Linked DNA regions of Sus scrofa: region 2 is linked to region 1. A link is a contact called in public HiChIP or PLAC-seq data. All regions are on one chromosome and are shown on one strand. The core of a region is the stretch at or near the end of the contact, and the rest is flanking DNA. Distances in the headings are between cores, read along the strand shown.

Region 1 (7,063 bases), core at 2,476-4,975:
CAGGGCGAGGACGAGGAACGCCCTCGAGGACAAGGCTCTCGACAGACAGAATCTGCTGATGCAACCGGAAGAGCGCTCGAGGCAGGACTGAAAACAAGACCACGTGACTTTTCCGGACGCTGAAATCGCCACGTATGTCCAGGCACGGGGGAGCCCCATGTTTCTACAGAGGGTGCTGGACGCCAGGCGAGCAAGGCTGGCAGCGCCTGGAAAGGGGCAGGCCTGAGTGACCCAGTGGGCATCCAGGTGTGGAGTCCTGGCCACAGAGCCGGGGGCGTCTCCTGCCCGCCTTGGAGCGTTAGTGCAAATCTGAGGCTTGCACACCCCCAAGGTTGGAGTGGAGAGGGAACCTTTGTTCCCTCTGGCCCATAAACGTTTCCAAGGCCCGCTCTGTGCTGGGCATGGAAACACCTGGATGGAAAGACCAGAGACCCTTCCTGGGTGCCCAGGAGCCCCCAGGTGACCCAGGCTATGGGCAACGTGTGTAACAAGGCTTCCTGACGGGGGACCCGCAGTGCTGGAGTGGAGCCGCCCATCCCCCTGGGGCGACAGCTGGGAGGACTGACAGAGCAGGTCTGTGCCAGGCTTCCAGGCTCCAGGAGTCCTCTAGGTGGGCGACAATGGGAACACTGTGTGCCAGGGCGGGGTGGGGGCGCCTGGAGAGAACCCACCCAGCGCCGCAGAGTCTGGGCGTTGAGCATGACTGTAAAGGAATGCCGAGAACGCAAGGCCGGTTGCAGAGGATAAGGTCAAGGAGAGGGAAGGAGGGCTGGACGGCGGGGGCTGGTCATGCCCCCCCACCCCCGGGCAAAGGCCCACGCCCCACAGTCAATGGATCCGGTCGGGGACGCAGAACCATACAAAGGCCGAAGGTGAAACCAACAAACCTCTGAATCACACAGCGTCTCCTTCTCAGGGACTGGGGCGGCTGCAAGCTACTTGCTCTTTTGAAGGAAGCTAAGAGGCCACAGCAGGCTGGACACGGCCGGCTGAAGGCAAGAGCCGGGCGGAGATGGCAGAATTGCCCCCAGTCCCTCCACAGACCTGCTATCCCTGCGACCACCCCTGGGGGGACAGAGCTGGGGGGGTGGGGGAGTGCTCAGCTCAGCGGGCTTATCACATGTGGAGGCTGGCGACACCAGCCCCTGCACGTCTTGGAGGACATTCCTCCTGGCTGCTGGTGCCCGGCTGGGCTGCTGGTGACTCAAGGTACCAGGCAGACGCAGAGCAGACGCCGTTTGCAGATGCAGAGCGAGCCTGCAGTTTCCCTCGAATGCCCCTGGCCAGGATAGGAGCCCAGGTCCTGCCCCCTGCAACATCTTCCCAGCAGGAGGGGAAGCCGGAGCACGGGCTGGCATCCAGCACGCAGCCAGTGTCCAATACGCCCTGGGAGGTGTCTGTCGGGGGGCGGTGGGCGCTGCAGAGGGTCCTGCAGTCAGAAAGTCTCCTGCATCGATGCTCCAGACCAAGCCTCTGTTTGCGCCTCTGTACACGGGACCGAACCGATCGCCCGCTTCAGAGGCTGCACTGGGGATGCGGTCTGTGTATAGGAGGGACGCTCCCTGGGCAGCAAGTGGCCAGCCCATCTCTCCCGACCCTTCTCTAGCCTTTTCGTCCTGCTGCCTCTTAGCGTCTCTGCAGTTTCTTTGGCTGTAAATGGAAATAATTTGCTGGTTTCACAGTTGTGAGGATAAAGGGAAACGAAGGCTGTGAAAGGACAAACTTCGAGCGTCAGGCAGCTAGAAGAGGGGGTCTCGCAGCTCTGACGATGAACGAAACGCACAAGGTGCTTAACGAGCTGAACCCCAGTGTCCAACAGAGCCAGGCAGGGAGGCCGGAGGCTGCAAGGGGGGTTCCTGCGTTTCGCCACAGACCCTCTCCCCAGCACAGGGGTCTGAAACCCTGGTCCCCACGCCGGGGTGGGCAGAGAGCCGGGGAGCCCAGAGCTCGAAACATCCACCAGGGCCCGTGAAACCCCAACTCCAGTTCTTCGAGGAGAAAAGGAGGGGGAAAGATGGGAGAAGCCCAGGCTCGCCGTGTCCAAGGCACAAGTCTGGCCCCAGCCTGAGGCCCTGGGCATCGGAGTGACACGGGGCCCATGAACCCCCATCCCGGGGAGACGAAGGGCTCCCCCCAACAGTGAGACGTCTCCTGTGGCTTCTAAGTGGTTCAGGTCCCCCTCAAACAGCCACGGAGGATCCTGCTCAGGCCCAGGATGGGTTCCCTGCCCAACGGGGGACTTGGCAGATACTGAACGAGGGCGCTGGACCTTGCCCAGGGCAGCCCCCAGCCTTCCTGGGGGGCTGGCCACCCAGATCTCTGCGGGGCAGGGCAGCTCTCAGTGGGTCTGTGACACACGTGTGCGCACACACCACATAGATGAGACTGCCAAGCCGAGCGGTGCGTCCCACTGTGTGACATTCTCCCAGTGGCTGGGGGATCCCGGCTGCGGAGGCGGGCAGGGCCTTCTCTTGGGGGTGCAGGGAGCCAGGGCTTCAACCGTGCATAGGCCTGAGCTTCCGGAGAGACCCCCAGCCAGCAAGCACCCCGAACCTGCGGCACAGCTGGCAGGCACCTTCCGGGCTCCTTCCTGGGTCATGACTGGACTCCATACAACAATCCTGAGCCGTAGAGAACGGTATGGAACAATACTGAGCAGTAGCGCTCCATCGGGAACAAATGGATAGATTAACTGAGGTAGGGGGTGGGGAGGACATGCAGTGGGGGAGAACAAATGGATAGATTAACTGAGGTAGGGGGTGGGGAGGACATGCAGCAGGGGAAGGAAGGAAAGGATGCCATCAGACCCTCAGGATTCAGACTCATTACCCAGAGGGCAGTTCCAATGTAAAATCCGAGTCAAAAAAATACCCGAAAGAGTGCCTCTGAATTCTTTTTCGGGCAAAGCGTAGGGGCTGGACTATCGGAGAGCTGGGAGATGAGGGGCATTTACAATGAGCAGGTGGGAGTTGGGTATCATCAGCACGTCTTTCTTCCCCCAGTTTCAGGGCCTGGGCCCTCTTGGGTAAGTCACACGTCTCCCGCTCCGCGTCCCTCATCTAAAACATAGCAGTTTGGACAACGTGGCCCCGAGGCACAGTCCACCTGCCCCCAGTGGAAGCCTCGACGGCAGCAGAGAAGTTCCCCAACTCGGCTGGGGCGGGTGACCCTCTCCCCAAGGTCCTGGTGGGCAGACCGCTTGCTCTTTGTCCAGCAGGTGGCAGGAGGCTAATTTCTGCCCGGTTCTTAGGTGTGCTGACTCATTTGTCACCGGCCCCAGACGAACTCTGTGAATTCTGAATTTCTGTGCCCCAGATGAATGCGGTTTGGTCACATTCTAAGAAATCTTGGGAAGAGACTGAGAAGAAATGACATCACAACCATTAAACTTAAGAGGTGTTTTCAAGACCCACGTGGCCCGCTGGGGTCTTGCGTCCTTGGAGCCTCCGGCAAGGTCCACGCCGTGAGGGGCTGCAGAGCCACTGGCGGGAGGGCTCCCACGAGTGGCTGCCTGGCTCCACTTACGTATGGTTCAGCCCACGGATCCCTGGGTTGTATGTGTGTTTTGAAACTTGGAAGAAAACTTCCCGTGAATCATCTCATCTGCTATTTGATTCATGTTTCACGTCTCTGGAGAGAAATGAAAACAGCATGTCATCCTCCGTAAAAAGAGGCATCCGCCCAGCCAAGACGCTAGGCGCACGAGTGGTGACGTGCCAGCTGCCCTTCGGTGGCCCCCGGGCTCTGGTCTTGAGTTGTCATCAGAGGGCGTATTTATAATCCCAGTGAAGACAGCTCAGAAACGTGGCCCTGGGCCATGTTTATTCTTTAAATCAGAGCACCAGAAGCCAGGGGTTCTTCAGGGAGCACTGGGGCCAAAGCACAGACTTGCACAAAGCGTCCCTCAAGCGGCTCTAACCGAGCACCTGCTGAGCGGCCTCAGAGCCAAGAGCAGAGACCCGCAGGAGTCCCGGGCGCCCTCAAAGCGCTTAGAGTCCAGCGGGGAAGGAAGGCGTGGATTCCTCCCGCCTTTCGACTCCGAGTTCAGTCCCAACTCCGAGCCCAGCACAGGACTGGGGGTCCTGGGGGTCCGGGGCGGCCGTGGCAGGAGGGCGAGGAAAGACAGGTGACATTCCAGGCCCCGGTTCTCCTCTGACCCTCTTTCCCAAGGACACTAAGCTGAGTTCCAATCACCCAGGGCCCAGCTAAGGATAATCCCACCAGCAGCAGGGACGTGAAATTGGTGAGAGGAAGCAGCGAGGGAGCGGGGGACGGGGAGAAGGCCGGCCGACGAGGGGGACCCTTGGAGGCAGCCCCAGCTCCTCCTTCTGTGGCCACGGAGCGCCATCCAGCGTGCCTACCAGAGGGCCCACCTTTCCCGCCCCCCAGTCTCTGAACTGCCCCCTAGAGCCTTTCTGACCCAGACCTTCTCAGACATCCGTGGGAAGCCAGTTTCTCGAGACCCTCTGAGGTCCTAGGAGCAGCCACCGCCTCCTGGGCCCATCCCAGGAGGACTTCTCAGCGAGACACGGGCCCCCAGGGGCTGACAAACGCGCGAAGATTCAAGGCCTCAGCAGGACAGGAAATGTGAAATCTGGGCCGTCCCAGAAATCCTGGGCCTGGGCCTGGGGCCAGGCGGATGCCTGGGAGGTGAGGGGAGGAGGAGCAGGGTGGGCTTGGCGGGAGAGGCAGATGGCAGAGGGGACGGCCCGGATGGGCCCAGGCCCAGCTCGGGGCCTGGCCAGGTGCCAACAGGCAGCGAGGCCTTGGGGACATGGCTCCATCCCTCGTGCGCTCGTGCTGGAGCCTCCCTCTGTCCCATCCCTTGGCCACTGAGCTCACACCGACCGGGCAAGGCTTTTACTACCGGCTGTCTTCTCCCCTGGCAGCTGGAGCCCGGGGCTGGGCTGCCCGCCCTCGGGACCCACACCGCACTTGGTGCAGAAGCCCACCCGGAGCAGCTCAGGGATGCCCCGGGCAGCGATTCCCGTGGCCAGGGCTGGCCCCCTGCAGACCACAGTTCCCCTCCAGCGGCTGCACAGCGGATGAGATTGCCAAGCCGAGCGGTGCGTCCCACTGTGTGTGTGTGTGTGCGCGCGCGCGCGCGTGTGAGCACATGTTTGCCCACAATGCTCGTCACGCAGGACCTGCCCGTGTGCTTGAGGGTGGAAGGGGATGCCCACGGGAAGTGATGCTGCAAAGTCATCACTCGTCACTCTAAAAATAAGCCTTGACACACAACCCAGGAAGGATGTCCCCTTCCTGCGCCCGCCTCAAAACCACAGCAGCTTCTGCTCTGCGGGCCAACTGGGGATGCCAGGTGGATGGCACCCAGGGGAGAGGGTAGCCCGGGGTCACGCCCTCTTGGCCCCTTCTCCTGCAGAACCCCAAGTCCCTGCCCTGTTCATTAATTTCTAGAACCATGGTTAAGTCTCTGAGAGTAGAGCCTGCGGAATTATCTCTAGTCACTTATGACGGAGCGTGAGAAAAAGAAGGTGTGCGTGTCTGTGTGACGGGGTCATCTGGCTGTAGAGTGGAAAATCGACAGAACACTATAAACCAGCTATCATGGAAAAAATAATCATTAAAAAAAAAAATCTCTGTGAGGCATGACTTCCCCTGTCCAGGGACACTGATTCTGCTGCTCTAGCACTCCTCAGGCACACTGCTGCCCCAGGGCCTTTGCACTGGCCGTGCCTCAGATATTAGCCTGCCCCCTCGCCTTCGTCCGGTCTTCACTCAGGCCGGTTCTCAGTGAGGCTTTCTTTCCCCAAGTCCTCTGTCCAAGACCAAAACCCTAACACGCATTCTTATCTCCTTTCCTGCTTCAATATTTCTCTGTATTTTATTGAGCCCCTTGCCTCTCCCTCAACTAGAACACTGCGGGGAGCCGAGAAAATACAAGAAGCCGAGGAAGGGAGCTTGCCTGAACGGTGCAGTTCCGAGGGCAGGCTCCTAATCAGGAAAAGGGGCCTGTCTGAACGGTACCATTCCGAGGGCAGGTTTCTAAACAAGGGGATGCCTGCCTGCACGGCGCAATTCCGAGGACAGGCCCCAGAAGACAGTAAGGCTCGCCTGCTGACATGGGTGGAAAACCAAACTTCTCAGGAAATAATTTCCATTTTGTGTTTCTGAGTGGGGATTGCGCCATGGGTAACTTCGTCTTTTCTCTTATTCACTTGCTATTCAGTTTTTCTCAGTCTTTCCTGTTATTTGCTTATTATTCTTATGTCCCATTCTTATTGTCCTGTGGTGATGTGTGACTTAACAAAGTTACAACAAGAGTGTAATAAGACTTTCATCCTGAGGACTTGCCCCTATTTTAATCCAACTGAGTTAAAACCTAGTGTTTATCTACTAACTAGGTATACAGTAAACTTTAGTTAGAATTTTAATGAGGTTCCTATAAGTTAGACATATATTATTCTTGACCAAAAGACACCTAGCTCTGAGTTATAGAAGCTTTTACGTGATAGCTAGTTAAGTTGGTTTATATTTTCTTACACTGTCTCCCTGCCATAACGCTTTAAAGATAAGCACCAGTCTAAAAACAAGATTGGTGAAGGCCAAATTCTCGCGTCTGTGACCTCTTCAAGTTGTAAAGACTGGCTGGCCGTGGGATGATTTGTGCTGTCCCCTCCTTTCCATGATGTATGGTACCGAATTGCCCCTAAATTGTACCCACTAAGTTTAGTTAAAACAAAGATCTTAAAACATGATGTGTGGCTGCTGTGCCATGTAACAGTTGACCACTGTACTTTTAACACTGTGATGTCATCTGCAGCAAAAAGCTGTCCATAGAATCAACCACTGTTGCCAATAAAATCTGAGCAGTCCAGCGCCCTGAAAGAAGGGACAAAGAGGCCGTCTCCGTCATTGCACATTCGCCGATGCCGCATCCCTCTCCGATCGGGAGAAAGCGGACGCTCCCTGGTCGCCGGAGCGGGCCTCCGGCAGAACACGGAGCCCCTGAGCCAGGTTTTTGTTTTGGTTCCTTGTTGTTGGTTTTCGTTTTCACAGCTGCACCCGTGGCATATGGAAGTTCCTGGCTAGGGGTCCAACT
Region 2 (6,876 bases), core at 2,716-5,215, 88 kb after region 1:
GCTACTGCATATATGCAAATGGGTTGATTTACTATAGGAATTGGCTCACGTAATATGAGGCCACGTAGTCCCACCCTCTGCCACGTACGAGCTGGAGAACCAAAAAGGCTAGTCGTGTAAGGCCCAAGTGCACGTTCAAAGGCCTAAGAACCAGGAACATTGATGTCCAAGACAGGTGAAGACAGGGGTCCTCGCTCTAGAGGAGAGCCAGCCCCGCCTTTCCTCGGGCTTTGGTTCTCTCCAGACCCTCAGTGGATTAGATGATGCCCGCCTGGCATCAGTGAGGGCGATCAGTCTTCTTTACTCGGGCTACTGAACCAAAGGCTAGTTTCTTCCAGAGACGCCCTCACAGACATACCCGTACCTAAAGTTTCACCAGCGACCTGGCTACCCCTTAGCCCTGTCAAGGGGACACGTACAACTAACCATCGCAAGTGAGATTTGTTTCCAAGACTCTTCCAGATTATTCTCATGGGCTACTTTCAGAGGAGCAGTCCCCCATCCACCCATTTGGCTTCTTTATGCCTGGCACCATCCTGTCATATCTCCCCTCATCACCGCCAACAGCAGGGGTGAAAAGAAGTCCAGTGGCCTATTTAACGTAGTGGCCCCAAGGGTTGGGAGGCACTGCTGAGACCGAATGATGATGGCGGTGACCAGGGGGATGGTTCTAGTGATGAGAGTGATGGTGGCATGAGGAGGGTGGTATCAGAGCATGAGGAGGGTGATGCCGACGGTGACAATGACACTGACGGTGAGGAGGTGATGATGGCGACCGTGATGCTAAGAGTGCCGCGTGATGGTGAGAAGGAGGACGAAACTGACGATGATGCAGGTGTACCAGGAAGCCAGCAGCTGGCCCAGGCCCACCCACAGGGGGAAGCAGCTCCGGAACACAGGTCTGGCCCAGAGAAGCTGGGAGCCCTTCCCTGCGCTAGGCCTGCCCCTTCCCCCACTTGCAGCAGCAATGGTGAAAATAATGGCCAAAGCGCTCCCTTTCCCGCTCGCTCTGAGACCAATCAGCCAGGCCATATGGTTTTACCGGGTCAGGTAATAGCCCATCACCGAGAACAGATGCTAATAAAAGGAGCACTTCCTTGTCCTGTCTTTAGAGAGACAGGAGAGGAACAAGCAATCCCTAGAGAATAAGAATGAAGGCAGAGTGGATCTCATCTTATCGGGAAAAGAAAGACACCCAGACCAGCCAGAGCAGCCACCATGTCCCCCTCCCGCCCCTGGAAGCTGAGCCGGATGCCCAGGCTGCCACCAAGCATGGCACTGATGCCACATGTCTGAGGGATTTTTACTAAAACCTCACGCCTGCCTCGGCCCCACACTGGAGAGGGTGAGAGCCGCAGAGAAGCTGGGCTCGTCCGCAGTCCTGCCCCTTGGCTTCTCCAGACCCCCCGCCCCCCCGCCCTCACTCAGCCACATGTGTAAATACAGAAAATTGCACGACGTTGGAAATGATTGCCTTTAAATGCAGGTGATGCATTTGGAGAGGTTCTCACTTCCCTCCAAAAGTGACTTCCAGCCCAGCAGAGAGAAAGGATGGGAGTGACGGGGAGAGTGGGGAAGCTGTGGTCAACTCTGCTTTCTGGAAGCATCTGTTAAATGCACAGGAAGGAAGCAGAGACCTGAGCATTTTACTGCTGGAGGGAAAACGGGGCTGTCTCTCTCTCTTTCACACACACACACACACACAGCTGCTCAGAATCAAAATTCTGCCAATGCTCCCAGAAGTCCCCTTTCAGCCCACTGGCCCACACACACACCCCCAAACTCAATGCTTTCCAAGTGCCCAAGGTGGGGTGGTCTGAGGAATAACCCGCAGGTCTCTTTGTGCGGCCCCCCAACTTCAAGGTCACGGTGGCTGCATCAGGGACCCCGAGAGACGCGTGGTGGAAGATGTGAGCTGGGAAAATCCAACACAGCAGCTCCCCAAACCCCAATCGTGACCCTCACTGGCTCACTGGCACATGCAGCGGCTCTACAAGTCTGGGTCAACTGATGCCTAATAAATCTGACTTTGAAAAGAAATACTCAGTGGCAGAGGCAGCACAGAAGCCTCTTCCATCTCAGCAGACGTACGACCAGCCAGACTCAACTGCGTCCCCTAGGTCCAGGTTTCAGGAGGCTGTCTAAGGGGCTCGGAACCCCTTTCTGCACGTGAGCAAGCTCAGAGTCAGACAGCATCACTGAGCCAGTAAACGACACAGCAGAGACCACCTGGAACCCGCATCTCCCTGCCCCCACCCCGCGTCTTTGTCCAGGGATGTTTTGCAAAACAGGATCTAACAATCCCCATCCTTCAGGGAGGAACAAGACACTCTCTGTCCACCGTGAAGTTCACTGCATCCGTGGGCGAGAGACCATTTGTGGTCCAGGGGTCTAGGCACCAGACCCAGGCCTGCCTGTATACGCTGGGTGTACCATTTCCAGGCCTCAGGTGGCACATCTGTAAAATGGGTCTCCCCCTCTGCCACTTTCCTCAAAGAACAAAAACGATGCAAGAAAAGACCTCGGAAACGCAGAAGGCAACGGCAGGAAAAGCCACAGAAGGGCAGAACCCTACCACCAAGTAGGGGTGGAAGAGAAAGTGACAGGATTGAATTCTAGGGTCCTCTACTTCCTGCCGATGGCTCTGGGCTACTTCTCTTGCCCTGGGCATCCTCCACGTTTCCACTAGAAAAAAAAAAAAAAAAAAAAGGGCCCATCCCATTTGGCTCGCGCATCACTGCTGAAACCAAATAGTGTTTTGCTTTGTTGAGAGCAGGGCCTCACAACTCAACCACACACTTTGCTGAATACTCAAGAGAGGCCATGAAAGGGGAGGCACGCAACTTCAGTTAGTCTGGCTGATGTGCTCTGGTTGGCCCAGGGGCTGGGTGACAGGTGCGGGGCCAGGAAGACCTGCTGGCTTCTTCCAAGAGCTCCCTGAGCCAGAGAGAGAGGAGCCCTGGCTACGGCATCAGCCTGAGGGAGAAACCAATTCCAACTGGAAGACTCCAGAGGAGGAGACCCTCGGGCCACATTTATAAAACGAGAGGTAGGAAGAAAAGGCAGAGCTCGAGACAGATAGCCAGCTGGTGGCTGCCTGGGGCCAGGGGCGGGGACAGAGGGACAGCTCATGGGCATGAGGAGAGCTTCCGGAAGGAGGGAACCACTCTAAAACTGGATTGTGGTGAAGGTTGCGCAATGCTTACCGTTTATTGGAAAGTATGGAATAGCACCCTTGAAATGGGTACACTTGATGCTATATAAACGCTGGGGATTTAATTGCGTTTTTTAAAGACTTAGTAGGAGATCAGCGGATGGGAGAAAAGCAAGATGCTGAGACCACCCTCCTGGCCTGCCCCTCAAAGTCCCTCTCCCCAGGCCGGGCCAGAGCCAGGGGTCAGGGTGGGAGGCTGCCCTCCAGGCTGGTGGCAACTCCCCCAGCAAGTCTGAGGGTCTCCCCATCCACGGGCCAAAACCAAGCTCCAACAGGCAAGGATGAAGCCCAGGACCATGCAGGTGTTCGGAGGAACTGAGGAGGAAAAGAACGAACATGGGAGGTGGTGAGGGAGGAAAGGGAGAGGCTGGAGGAAAACACTTTAAACACTGCCCTGCTGTCGGCATGGACAGCAGCGGGGAAGGAAGGGAAGCCAAGCTCCAGGCTAAGGGATGAGGCTTTGCTGGGCTCTGCTGGGGGGGATGGCGAGGGGAGTGGGGCAACAGAGGACGGACCCAGGGGATGGCTGCAGAAACAGGGGAAAGGGCCCAGAACCCTGGGGAGGGGGAGGGAGAGGGAGAGGGGAGAGGCGAACTCCGGCTCTGCTTTGATGTGTGCAGCTCGGAGCCCACACTCGGCACTGGGAGAGCTCGCTGCCAATCACAGCCGGCGAGCAGGTGCCTGGCCAAGGGGACGCCTCCCTTGCTAAAGCGGACCCGAGTGAGGGAAGACTTTGGTTGGGGCACAGGGCGTTAGGCAATCGGGGAAGGCTTCCAAGAGGGGAACTACACACCCCAACAGCTTTCTTCCTGCTCTGGCCCAGGATTATGGCAGTTTTCTCCAACGAGGAAGAATTCAATGACCCTGAGCGCTTCTCAGCCCAGGGTCCGAGAGCCATCGCTAACTCCGCAAAGGAGACTTTTCATCTAATGAGGCATGGGGGTGGGCAAGGACCCCAGGACCGCCCCCCCAGTCCCCCAGCTTCCTGCCAACCTGGGTTGCACCTCAAACTCTAAAAAGAAACAAATCCCCAGAAAACACAGCCACTGTTTTAGCCAGGGTGGGGCGGGGTACACCGGGCTTATAAAGGAAAGAGAAAAAGACATCTTTGCAGCCCTGATGAGGGCAGGGGAGGGAGCCCGAGGTCTCTTGGAAGGTGTTCTGAGTTAGTCACATCTCCTGAACGCAAAGATACGAAGTTTTGCCTCTGTAATTCAGAGGCTGAGCTCTCTTAAAGGATTTACTGTGCTTTTCAGATGTTTTATTTCTTTAAAGTTCTTTAGACGTGCACCTTGCTCAGTGCCTAAGAAATGTTCCACCTGTCAAACTGTACTGGTTATCTGAAGTTGCATTAAACCCACGGGACTATATCGCAATGGACTTTTTTTTTCCCCCCCTGAGGAAAGTAACACACACACACACCCCCCATGGGGCAAGTGGCACCTAGAGCCCCTAAGCCCGCTGTGCCATGTCCATATATAATGCCCTGTGTCATCCCCTGATTAGACACTCAACTCAGAGGGAAGAGGACAAGCGCCAGGAGCCACAGGAGAGGCACAGGTGCGCAGCCTCGCGTGGGGGCACGAAAACATGAAAGAAACCCAACAGGACTGGGGGAGAATGGCAGGTCCCGAAGGAGAGTGTGATTCAAGTCTAAAGAGCCACCCCACCCAACACAGTGACACCAGGGGGTGGCAAACTAGCAAAATACACATAATCCCCCATCATGTCTGGGCTGGCAACTCCTAAATTGGAAGCATTATCCCACTACAAACAAGCAGGGTTCAGGGCTTGCTGGAATGCGAAATTCTAATACAAACCTGATCCCCAACCTAGATAAAATTGCGGCTGCCAAGAAGCTCGCTCTTTGGTGCCAAATAAACTCTGGGGCGCCTTATTCGCATCCTGGATGATCAGACCTCGGCCCTTCACTGCTTTCAAGCGGCATTGCAAGGCCTTAGAGTAAGTTAGGGGAAGGCCGGCTGGCATCAAGGGAAAGCAGACTGCCCTGTGCATAGACCTCACCATGGCATTTTAGGCGAAAGTGACCTTGGAACTCTGCACACCGCCGAGCCCCGAAAGGGGGAGGGGAGGCTGCAGACCCCGGATGAAACTCCACAGCAGCTCCAGGTAGAAAGGGGGCCTGGGGAGCATAAAGCCGGGGCTGGGGAGTGTGGGCCATGGGGAGCCCACTCCTTGCCCTCCCGGCCCTTGTATGTCTAATCCGTCCAGCTGGGTGGCCAGAAATGGACCCCTGGATAAGTTCTGAAGGAATGGGTCCAAGCCTCTTGGGGAAATGAACGGGCCATTGGCTAGCGTGGGGCAAATCTCTGTGCTTCTGGGGGTCTGACTTCATCTTTTTTTCTCCACAAGAAGATGTCCTTCCAGGCTTCCAATTCCCAACGCCAAGTCCCCCACATTATTCCTGCACGTGCACCTCAATTTTCCCCAAATCAGAACCCCAAATGGAGCAGGAAAGGCAAGAAGCGGCACCACCTCCAGGGCCAGAACGCAGAAGGCAGAGACCCTGGCCCTTCCCTGAGGCACATTATCCAATAAAACCTCAAGAGCTTGGTAATTACAGGCGCTTTCAAAAGTGAAACAGAAATAGCGCCAGGGCCAAAACACTGGTTTCCTTGAGACAAAGAGCTGGTTTTCACTAGAGGAGGGGGAAAAAAAAAAATCCCAGCTTTTGGTCTATCTTCTGAGCAGAGAAAGCCAGACCGATTTTTTTTTTTTTAATATTACTATTGAATCTGATTATGGAGAAGAGAATAGGATTCAGATCAAAAGCCCTTTTCTCCTCTAGGATATAAAATCATTTTATGAAAGAGGAAAAGTAGGTTGCGTTCTAAGTGTGCTCCTGACGCCAAAACAGGATGACAAATTAGCTTATTCGGTTCCCTGCCCTGCCACCACCGTTGAGATCTCAGGGCATCCACCCTGGCGGAAGACAGACCAAAGGAACCCAACCAGAGGTTTCTGCTCCTGTGTCATAAAGGTTCCCGGCTTCCTTGAGAATACCCACCCAGGGGAGGGATCTGATACCTGGAAAGGTACCCCATACCCACATGCAGCCCGATCTATATCCCTAAGGTCCCTGCCCACTCCATGCCAGCGCGTCATTTTGAGGACCTTGTGAATCATTCCGGCGAGCAGCTGTTCCCTTGGCTTAGCCGCTCCCTTGGTGAAAGGTTCTCCCCCCACCCCCACCCCCACCCCACTGGGAAGGGTCCTGAGAGGATGAAGCCAGAGATGGAGGGAAGAATCAATGACTGTGGCAGAGGCGCAGGCGGCCCTGGCCAGCTCGCCCTGCTGGGTCTGAGCAAGCGCTCTGGTGCGGCTGGCACGACTCCACCTGCGAGTGAGTCGTGCTTAGAGCTGTGTGCACATTCACTGCAGTTCCATGAGAAGTGGGTTTGAAACTAACATATAAAAATTAAGGGGTGGGACGAGGAGGAAGAGTCCCACATGGACCCCCCCCCACCTCCTGCGTCAGGCTGATCAAAGGGAGGGGGGTTGGGGGCCGTCGGAGGGCGTTCGGTGTCGAGGCAAAAGGCGGGACTCGCTGTCCTGCCAAACAGGCTCCTCCGGGGAGGGGGGTGTTCGGTGTTGGCCGGGAAGCAAAGGGGGCGGCTTTCAGCGTGGCCAAGCCGGGCCGG

What was found. HiChIP or PLAC-seq counts read pairs in DNA pulled down with a chosen protein or histone mark.
Region 2: a contact with region 1 is called in an H3K27ac HiChIP or PLAC-seq map of alveolar macrophages, with 3 times the contacts expected there. The contact joins two enhancer-like sites. A contact is called at or near these places in 1 of 5 promoter capture datasets (liver), 14 of 47 Hi-C or Micro-C datasets (alveolar macrophages, blood, embryonic fibroblasts and 6 more) and 2 of 2 datasets of contacts at active chromatin or transcription factors (alveolar macrophages and skeletal muscle).

Annotation. Positions count from the first base shown.
Region 1 is chr3:126,123,911-126,130,973 of Sscrofa11.1, forward strand. It overlaps a transcript of HPCAL1 not described here. Among named protein-coding and RNA genes, the nearest start is that of HPCAL1, 16 kb to the left of the region's middle. Within about 2 kb of position 3,726, at least 30 of the 83 cell types and tissues checked have an H3K27ac peak or open chromatin away from gene starts, as enhancers often do. A contact at or near this core is called in alveolar macrophages, where this site is marked.
Region 2 is chr3:126,211,961-126,218,836 of Sscrofa11.1, forward strand. It overlaps a transcript of HPCAL1 not described here. Among named protein-coding and RNA genes, the nearest start is that of HPCAL1, 100 kb to the left of the region's middle. Within about 2 kb of position 3,966, at least 3 of the 83 cell types and tissues checked have an H3K27ac peak or open chromatin away from gene starts, as enhancers often do. A contact at or near this core is called in alveolar macrophages, where this site is marked.